Linked DNA regions of Zea mays: region 1 is linked to region 2. Evidence: chromatin contacts called from public Hi-C data. All regions are on one chromosome and are shown on one strand. Each heading gives the region's core, a stretch centred on a gene start, on an enhancer-like site or on the middle of the called end of the contact. The rest is flanking DNA. Distances are from core to core; before and after follow the strand shown.

Evidence for each region. Hi-C and Micro-C count contacts between places; a contact is called where the count stands out from the background.
Region 1: a Hi-C map of tassel shows a contact between it and region 2, with 3 times the contacts expected there. The contact joins the promoter of LOC100272522 here to the enhancer-like site in region 2. A contact is called at or near these places in 2 of 25 Hi-C or Micro-C datasets (ear and tassel).

The regions. Positions count from the first base shown.
Region 1 is chr2:139,688,874-139,692,639 of Zm-B73-REFERENCE-NAM-5.0, reverse strand. LOC100272522 reads right to left here and starts at 2,241. Exons shown (of 5, transcript NM_001353446.1): 1 at 2,094-2,241; 2 at 1,540-1,942; 3 at 699-1,130; 4 at 1-252. The coding sequence starts at 1,905.
Region 2 is chr2:138,988,962-138,993,108 of Zm-B73-REFERENCE-NAM-5.0, reverse strand. It overlaps LOC100381729, which reads right to left. Exons shown (of 7, transcript NM_001349030.1): 6 at 3,676-4,131; 7 at 2,806-3,575. The coding sequence ends at 3,075. Among protein-coding and RNA genes, the nearest start is that of LOC118476363, 24 kb to the right of the region's middle. Within about 2 kb of position 2,373, at least 4 of the 20 cell types and tissues checked have an H3K27ac peak or open chromatin away from gene starts, as enhancers often do. A contact at or near this core is called in tassel, where this site is marked.

The DNA of each region.
Region 1 (3,766 bases), core at 992-3,491, 700 kb before region 2:
GGAATCTGGAATTACATTGAACTTGTTCACAGCAGTGTGGGAATACTCTTCTGTTTTGTATCTGTATATGTTATTCAGCTGGTGAAAATCTAGCCAGAAGTAATTCCTCATGTGGTAGGTTAGTGCATGTAGTCGTTGCCCTATCTTCTCTATGAAATCCTTCCCTTCGCCCTCTGGCTTGAGCATTTGGAGAGCACATCTTAATGCCATATAGAATAGGGCTTGAATCTCAATGGGATAACCATATATACCCTGAAAATTGAAGAAATTACGATCATGCAATGGTGGGAAGCTTCATTTAGAATTAATAAAAAAGGAAACTTCATTTAAAATCAATATGTAATTCAAAAGTAGAACAAGCAACAAGAGAACTTGTAGGGGCATACTACAGATTGTCACTTTCTACCAGTATTATCTGTTTGTACTTCTGCAAAAACTGTGTTTCTTGCCTCCAAGGTACCGAAAGGCTATACAAGATTGCCATTAAAATTTGGTTGCAAGTAGTATGAGAATTTGTGCAGCTGTAAGACTACCATAAAAACTTAAAAAGTAGAGTAGAAAATTAGGAGACAGGGATGCTCCTTCATTATGGAAGAACATGCAGAACCTGCCAATCCTATTGCCACCTCAGCTGATATGTACTACTTCTACAGATATGCATCTAAATATGAATTAGATCAAAGGTGAAGTGATGCTACCATTCGACGATCAATCATTGAGCAGCCATCTGTGCAGAGCAGAGTTGGAAAAGTATCAAATCCTTCAGATAAGCAGAGATTCAGTATCAACCTCATGCACTTCTGGCATTCAGGTGATTCTGACAAACTAACATCTCCGGTGTACTTTGTATATGCCCGAAGGAGAATGATCCACCAAAATCCAGAGTCAACCGGTGCCACCCTACCGATTGCACTCTCACCAAAATCAGCGACTAAGGTTTCAGTGTTTCTGTTTTTATTACGGTCCACCTTGAAACTTGCTGGCATCGCTCCTGCTCCAAGCTTGAATCGGTCTACCATTTTCTCAGAGCTCTGAAGGTGAAGAGTTTTCAAGAGAAAATTCTTCACTATGTCAGTCTCATTGTTCATTAGAAAAGCCAATGCGCTCGGAACGAAATCCCTCACAAAAACCTGAAATAATTAATAATAAGGGAGCAATCAATCTTAGCACGCCATCAGACTTAATTCTTTAAGAAGTAACCAGAAATAGAAAAACAGGAAAAATCCAGTTACAGACCATACTGCTAATGTTCCACGGTTACATATTACCGGAACACATTTTTTATCACGTAATCTTAGAAAATACAGAACAGAAATTGAAATCTTGTTGCAAGTGCTAGTAAAAACAATGGAAGTATAGTATTCATTGATTATGATACATGTATCAAATTATAGCCTGAAACGAGTATATACACTGAGCAATGGAAATAACTAGGTAAGCACTAATATTCCAGCGTTCATAAACAGAACAAACAAAAAGGTTCCTCTGTTTCCACAAATTTGATGTTCAGTGAAGCCCGATTCGCATTCAATAATTTACCTGATCATAGTTGAGCACTTCCTCCGACGCATGATCGACGGCAGCAATGGTGCCGACGGGCTGTTCCCGGAAGTAGACGACCGATTTCCTGAGCGCCTCCCAGGCCTCGTTGACGAGCGGGTGCGGGCCGCCGAAGTGCGTGCCGACGGAGAAGGGCGAGTCGAAGCCGCCGGACGGGAATGCCGGCGACTGAAGCACGCTGTCGAAGCCGTCGTTCTGGCGGTGGGAGAGCTCGCTCCACGACTGCTCGTCGAAGGAGCGCTTCCGCTCCAGCGTGAACCTGGGCTTGTCGATGACGAGGCGCGACAGGTCGAGGTTGATCTCCGCCTCGGAGGCGAGCGAGACGTGCGACGACACCCGCTTCATGCCTGCCGCCTCCGCCGCCACCTGGCGCGCGCCGGTCCTACGGAGGAGGGATTTCTGGAGTTCAGGGACGGTTCGTGGTAGTGGCCAACGAACAATACAGCAGATTCATGCCGTTCCGCCTCCGAAACCGAAATAGAATGAAAATGAAGAGCAGCAGGTCTGTCCGTCTGTCCGTCCGTCGTCCTTACCGACGAGAGAAGAGGCGGGTTGATGTTGATGCTCACTGCGCGCGCACTGGCGTCCGGAGGCGCGTGAGGACGTGGAGGAGGGCGCCCGCCGGAGACCGGAGGGAGGATGGGTGGATCTGGATCGGGGTGCGCTCGGCGCGCAGGGTGGTGGTGCGGTGGACAGCCTACGAAAATTTTGGGCAAGAAATTGTGACCTTCGGGCCAGGGCCTTAAAAAGACCCATCCGAAACTACGGAACGATGAAGCAATACCTCTTGCTTAAAATAAGATGCGTTAATCTTTTTTTTCATCTATCTCATTCATAATTCTAAAGGTTAACAAATTTGACTGACGGAAAATCTCTCTTTCCATGAGCGAGAACATTCACAGAGCATGTTTCTTCACCGGCAGGAACATTCACAGATCGGACTAACAGATATGCAGCAGAGTACTCCAGTCAATGCATGTGCTGTTGTTGATCGAGTGGATATTATCGAATCTGCTTTAAAATTAAAGATGCGATCTGAAAGTCCTTCATATATTTTGTAGTTTCCTAAAATACAACTGCAAATTCATTGACAACCAAAAGGAGAGTGGTAGGTAGTAGTACTACAGCATCAATTTTAGTTTTTGGAATCCTTTTTGGGAGGAAATTTCCTGGGTCAAAATCTGAATCCGAGTCGCCGGCCACTGCTTCGGGAGGAGGGGGAGTAGGTGGCACGCGCAGGGTGTGGCTGCTCCGGCCGACGAGTCTGACCAGGATCCGACGTGGCACGTAAAGGCCATTGGCAGCTACGAGGCGTCCTCGCTCATTCAGGGAGTCGGTGGGTGCTGGGCCTGCTGTCTGCTATCAATTTGGCCAATACTTTAACATGTTTTCTTCGTCCAGAGAGGACAACTGGTTTGATTACGCTATCCATGAATTTTGCTCTAAAGCGAAAGGACTGGGTGAAATATTTATTTTTAGAATCCGGAGTCACCGTAGCCATGGTACTTTTAATTAATCAAGATCTGCCACTAACTTACGGAGAATTTAATCTGGATCTAAACAATACAATTACTAAGAATAGGGGTAAAAAATATACCACTCCTAAATCATCTTTCTTCAATTAATATCATGATACTTGTTAATTCTTCTCTTTCTGAGTTCTAACCAAGTTTTAAATCTAAATTTTACGTAGTTTAACTACTTTATCTCTCACTAGAGGTGTAAATAGAGATCTGATACCCAATAACTTATAGGGAATTACTCTATTAAAGCTAGTTTGACAATTCTATTTTTCCAATAGATTTCTATTTATCCTAAGAGAAAATGAACTAAATTTACTTGGGAAAAATAAAAATAACGTGGGAAAATAGAGTTCCTAAACTAGCCCTTAGGGTTAGGTTATGGAATGATTTTGATCCCCATGGGTTTGGATTTGAGAGAAATTCCTTCTCCGTTGGGTATGTGAGTATGGGTACGGGCAGAAACCTGAATCCGATTACCCATGGGTAATATTCACACACAACTAACAAATTTTAGCCTTGTGAAATATCTGGTTTCCTACAATCAAAAGAGCACCAGCTTTTTCGACGCACGGGATGGAATTGTTAAGCTATTTCCAGAATTTAACCTACTGCAATTGTTTTTTTTTTGAAGGATCAGGAGGGGGGAACCCCTACTGCGCATTTTATTAGAAAGCGAAAAGTAA
Region 2 (4,147 bases), core at 1,124-3,623:
GTTGCCCCATATATTTTTTGCTCCATCTGAGTATCCCACCTCTTCTCAAAGCATGAGATTACTTCAGCAAGTAATCGTGGCTTCTCTTTCAAGGACTCCTGTATGGTAGCTTTTGCTTTGTCCATAGCTGCCATTATCTCTGGAGCTGCTAGCGTCTCATCACCATCAGCAATCCTTAGAGCAATGAGTAGTGGTTGTGAAGCCCGAAGACAATTTTCAAGAGTTTGCCAAAATGGTACTGAAAGGACAATATTTTTAGGTTGTTCACCTTCTTTAACTAGAGCAAATTTAGACTTGTTCCATTCATCACTAACAAACAAGCCTTGTAATCTACTCTTATGCTTATACATGCTTTCCAAAGTCAAGAATGATGTTGCAAATCGAGTCACACCTGGCCTAACAAGGTCCCCACCTAGCTTTTCTCTCATTAGGCTATGAAGTCACCCATGCTTGTACAAGAACCTCGAAACCTTCTTGGCCATGTTGATGCAAGTGTTGAACTCCTTGATCTTGCCAATATCCTCCAACAACAAATTCAAGCAATGCGTAGCACAAGGAGTCCAAAACAGGTGGGGAATTATGTCCATAAGGATCCTTGTCGCTGCTTTGAAATTGGCTCCATTGTCAGTGATCACCTGGACCACATGTTCTTTCCCCACCTTCATTATTTGCTTCTCCAATAGATCTGCCAACATATTGGCATTTGCTATCTCACTTGATGCATCGATAGAACCTATGAAGTAGGTCCCCGCTGGACTGTTGGCAAGGAAGTTGATCAAATGTCGTTGTCGTATGTCAGTCCACCCATCTAACATAATTGAGCAACCATATTCCTTCCAAGCCTCTTTGTGCTTAGCTCTCAATGTTGATGTTCTCTTCACTGCCCTTTCAAGCCAAGGTACCCTTGCCTCATAGTATGATGAACCACGATATCTAGGACCGTACTGACCAATAGACTCCATCATAATCTACCAGCTTCTTGAGTTGACGACATTCAATGGAATCTTGTTCTCATATAGAAAATCAGCTACATGGTCGTCAATAATTTGCTTTGCTTATGTTTCTTTCTTTGTGTAATGCTCAAGAGTGGCTTGAGAAGTTTTGTTTTTATGTCTCTCTGCTACAACTTCCTCTAGAATCTTGCAAAGCATGGAACTCACTAATTTTCTGCCTTCTGTGTATTTGGTTTTATAGGAGCTGATACAACAAATGAAGACATGGAAGTTTAGACAATTTGCTTTTTGCTTTCTTGGTTTTTGTCCTAGAACTTGGTAGGGGACCTACATCAATCTGCTCCCCTTCCTCTTCTCCTTCATCACCATCAGCAGTAATCACAACCCTCATGTTCCTTCTCAGATAGGTGTGCATCTCCTTTGAAACCACTTCTGGTACTCTAGCACACTTCATGGTGTCACCAAACCCACCGGCAAGATGCTGCTTAAACCTCTTGATTCTAGATGGCACAATCTTCTTATAAAAAACACACTGAACAAAATCCTTCTTTTGTCTCTGGCCACCACCCAAACTGCCATCCTTGGTCTTGTGACCTTGCCTTTCTCTTAGGGTCATTTTCTTGTGCACTAAGCTCAGGAGGGAGTGCTGCAATTGCCTTTTCAACAAGAGTTTTACAATCTGCAGCAGATGATAAAGCAGACACAGGACCAGTGCTATCAGCATTTGAGGCCACTAGAGGAACAGAAGCACTTCCACTTGCACTACCGACCACATTTACTCAGGGAATAAGACCTCAACATTATTAGCATGTCCATAGCCACCATTAAACTCTAAACAAACAACACAAACACAGACAGAGATGCAGTTACTATTGGCAGAAGGAGGGGAGATGAACTCAGGGTGACTGTTCACTGCTGTTGGGGAGCAGGTGCACCTTCAGGTGCTACTAGTGGTAATAGAGGAGAGTGAGAGTAGGGGGAGCAGGTGCTACCTTCAGATGACGAGCTCATCTTGACTCGGTGACAGACACCGGAGAATATGACTGGAGCTAGATGGCGACAAAGAGGAGTAGGGTTTACTACTGAACAAAGGTTGACGGCTGGGAGGTTTTGTGTTAGGCAAGATAGGGTTTCGGCTGACCAGGGGCAACATATATGTTGCTACTGTAGATGGTTAGTATAAACGTGTGACACCAAGGAGTGACCCGGGCCCTTACGATCGGATGACTAATAATCGCGTCGTCTTCCTAATCGCCATCTACCAGGCGGCCAGTCCGACTAATCGCGATTAATCATGATTAGTCGGACGACTTGTAAACACTGGTGCCTACAATGCGTGCCAGACTGCCAGCCCAAGCACGACACGCGTAGTATGCCAGGCTGGCATGGGCACGACGACCTGTGTGCCGTGCCGGCCTGGGCCGTGCTCAGGCGTGTCGGGCTGCACGACGGGTCTGCTCAGTTTAGACATGTATAAACATTGTACATATAGAGGATCCAATTCTAGAGATATTGCTAGAGATAAAGAAGGGATAAAAGACGAAATCTTTTAGAGAATAATATATTCTTTTATGGGTAACATTGTATATATAGAGGATTGAATTTAGGAAACGTTGCTGAAGATATTGCTAGAGATGAAGATATATAAAATACGGAATCTTTTAGGAAATATTATAAAAGATAAAGAATATTTTTTTATACGACGAAATTTAGAATAGAGGAGCACATCTTCACGGACACAAGAGCAACTAGAGCCTAGCCAAACACGTCCTAACCAGAGTGATCGTTACATCATTACAATTCCACATTTCTTATTTATAAATCGTGGCATTTTGGGGAGAATTCTTCAATTACAGAATGCATTTTCATAAAACTGGGAAGGCAACAATGACATTTGGATTCTCTTGTACAATCGATCTTCACACCGAAGCTTAAAAACGCCCTAACAGTAGTATGTTACAAAACAGGTTTTTTCGTGCACAAGTATTTGAGAATACAATGAACAAATCGGCGACGGTATACAGTGAGTGAAACCAGCAGTATAGACACGCAAAGAATGGGAGACGAAGGAAAAATACAAAATTATACATGCGCGTAAGATCCACACGGTCCAAATCGACCTCACTGCGCTTTCATGGCTCTCTCTTTGCATAGCTGGTGCCACTCCTGAAGCACGGCAGCCTGGAGAGCGCGGTGCTCAGCCTCCTCCGCGGTGAGCTTGGAGAGCGTCGAGGGGCCCTTGGGGTTTCCAAACCCATCTAGTTCCTCGCTCTGCTTTCGCTCCTCTTCCTCCTCTTGATCGGTCTTTGCGGGTGGGACCTTTGGCCTGGCTGCCTTGAGCAGGGCAATCCTCTCCATGGAGATCTTCAGCTGCTCGGCGGCCACACTCTTCACCTCATCCTCAGGCATGTATTCCACAGCGCCGTCGGTGATATCATCCAGCCAGCCCTGGAGGTCGGATTTGATCTCTCTCGTGATGGATTCATCGGATGCGCGCATGACGAATTTGCAGATCATTGTGGTGGTCTCATCACCCAAATCAACATTCCGGCTGACTTCACTTGCCCCAAATATCATCATGCCCACAAATCCACCAAACCATGTCTTTGCTGCATAACATAACTGTAGGAGATGTAAGTTATAGTCATCACTCAAAATGTTTACTAGTTATGAATACGAAATAAATACTGCACCATTTAGTATACAGCGTACCAAAGATTACCTGGAATCCAGCTACTGTCCGGATGAAATGTGAGCAGACTTGATGGAAGGGCTTAGAAGAAATCGACTTCAATCCACTGAGGAAGGGAGAGCTGTCATACTGCTGAGCAGCGGTGGCCTTGAAACCACTGCCTTCATATGTGTATGTGCCAGTGCACTCCACCATGGCTGGTAGGCTAGGCCATAGCCGGAAATACTCAACTGGAGAACACTCTAATGGTAGGAGGAGCTCAGCGAGAGGAAACTTGTATGGTTGGCACCGCAAAACAACCGGTTCCCCAAGTTCAGGCCGATGTGAGCGCTTCTGCCTCATCATCTGTGAATCCTCTTCTGCATAATCTCCTTCATAGTCTGTTGATCCACTACTTCCATAAAACGGGTAATACAAAACTTGAACCCAGAGCGAGCATCTCTCAAAATGTGAAACTCCAACAGTCACACTACTTTGGACTGGATCCTGGAGGGTTAAAAAG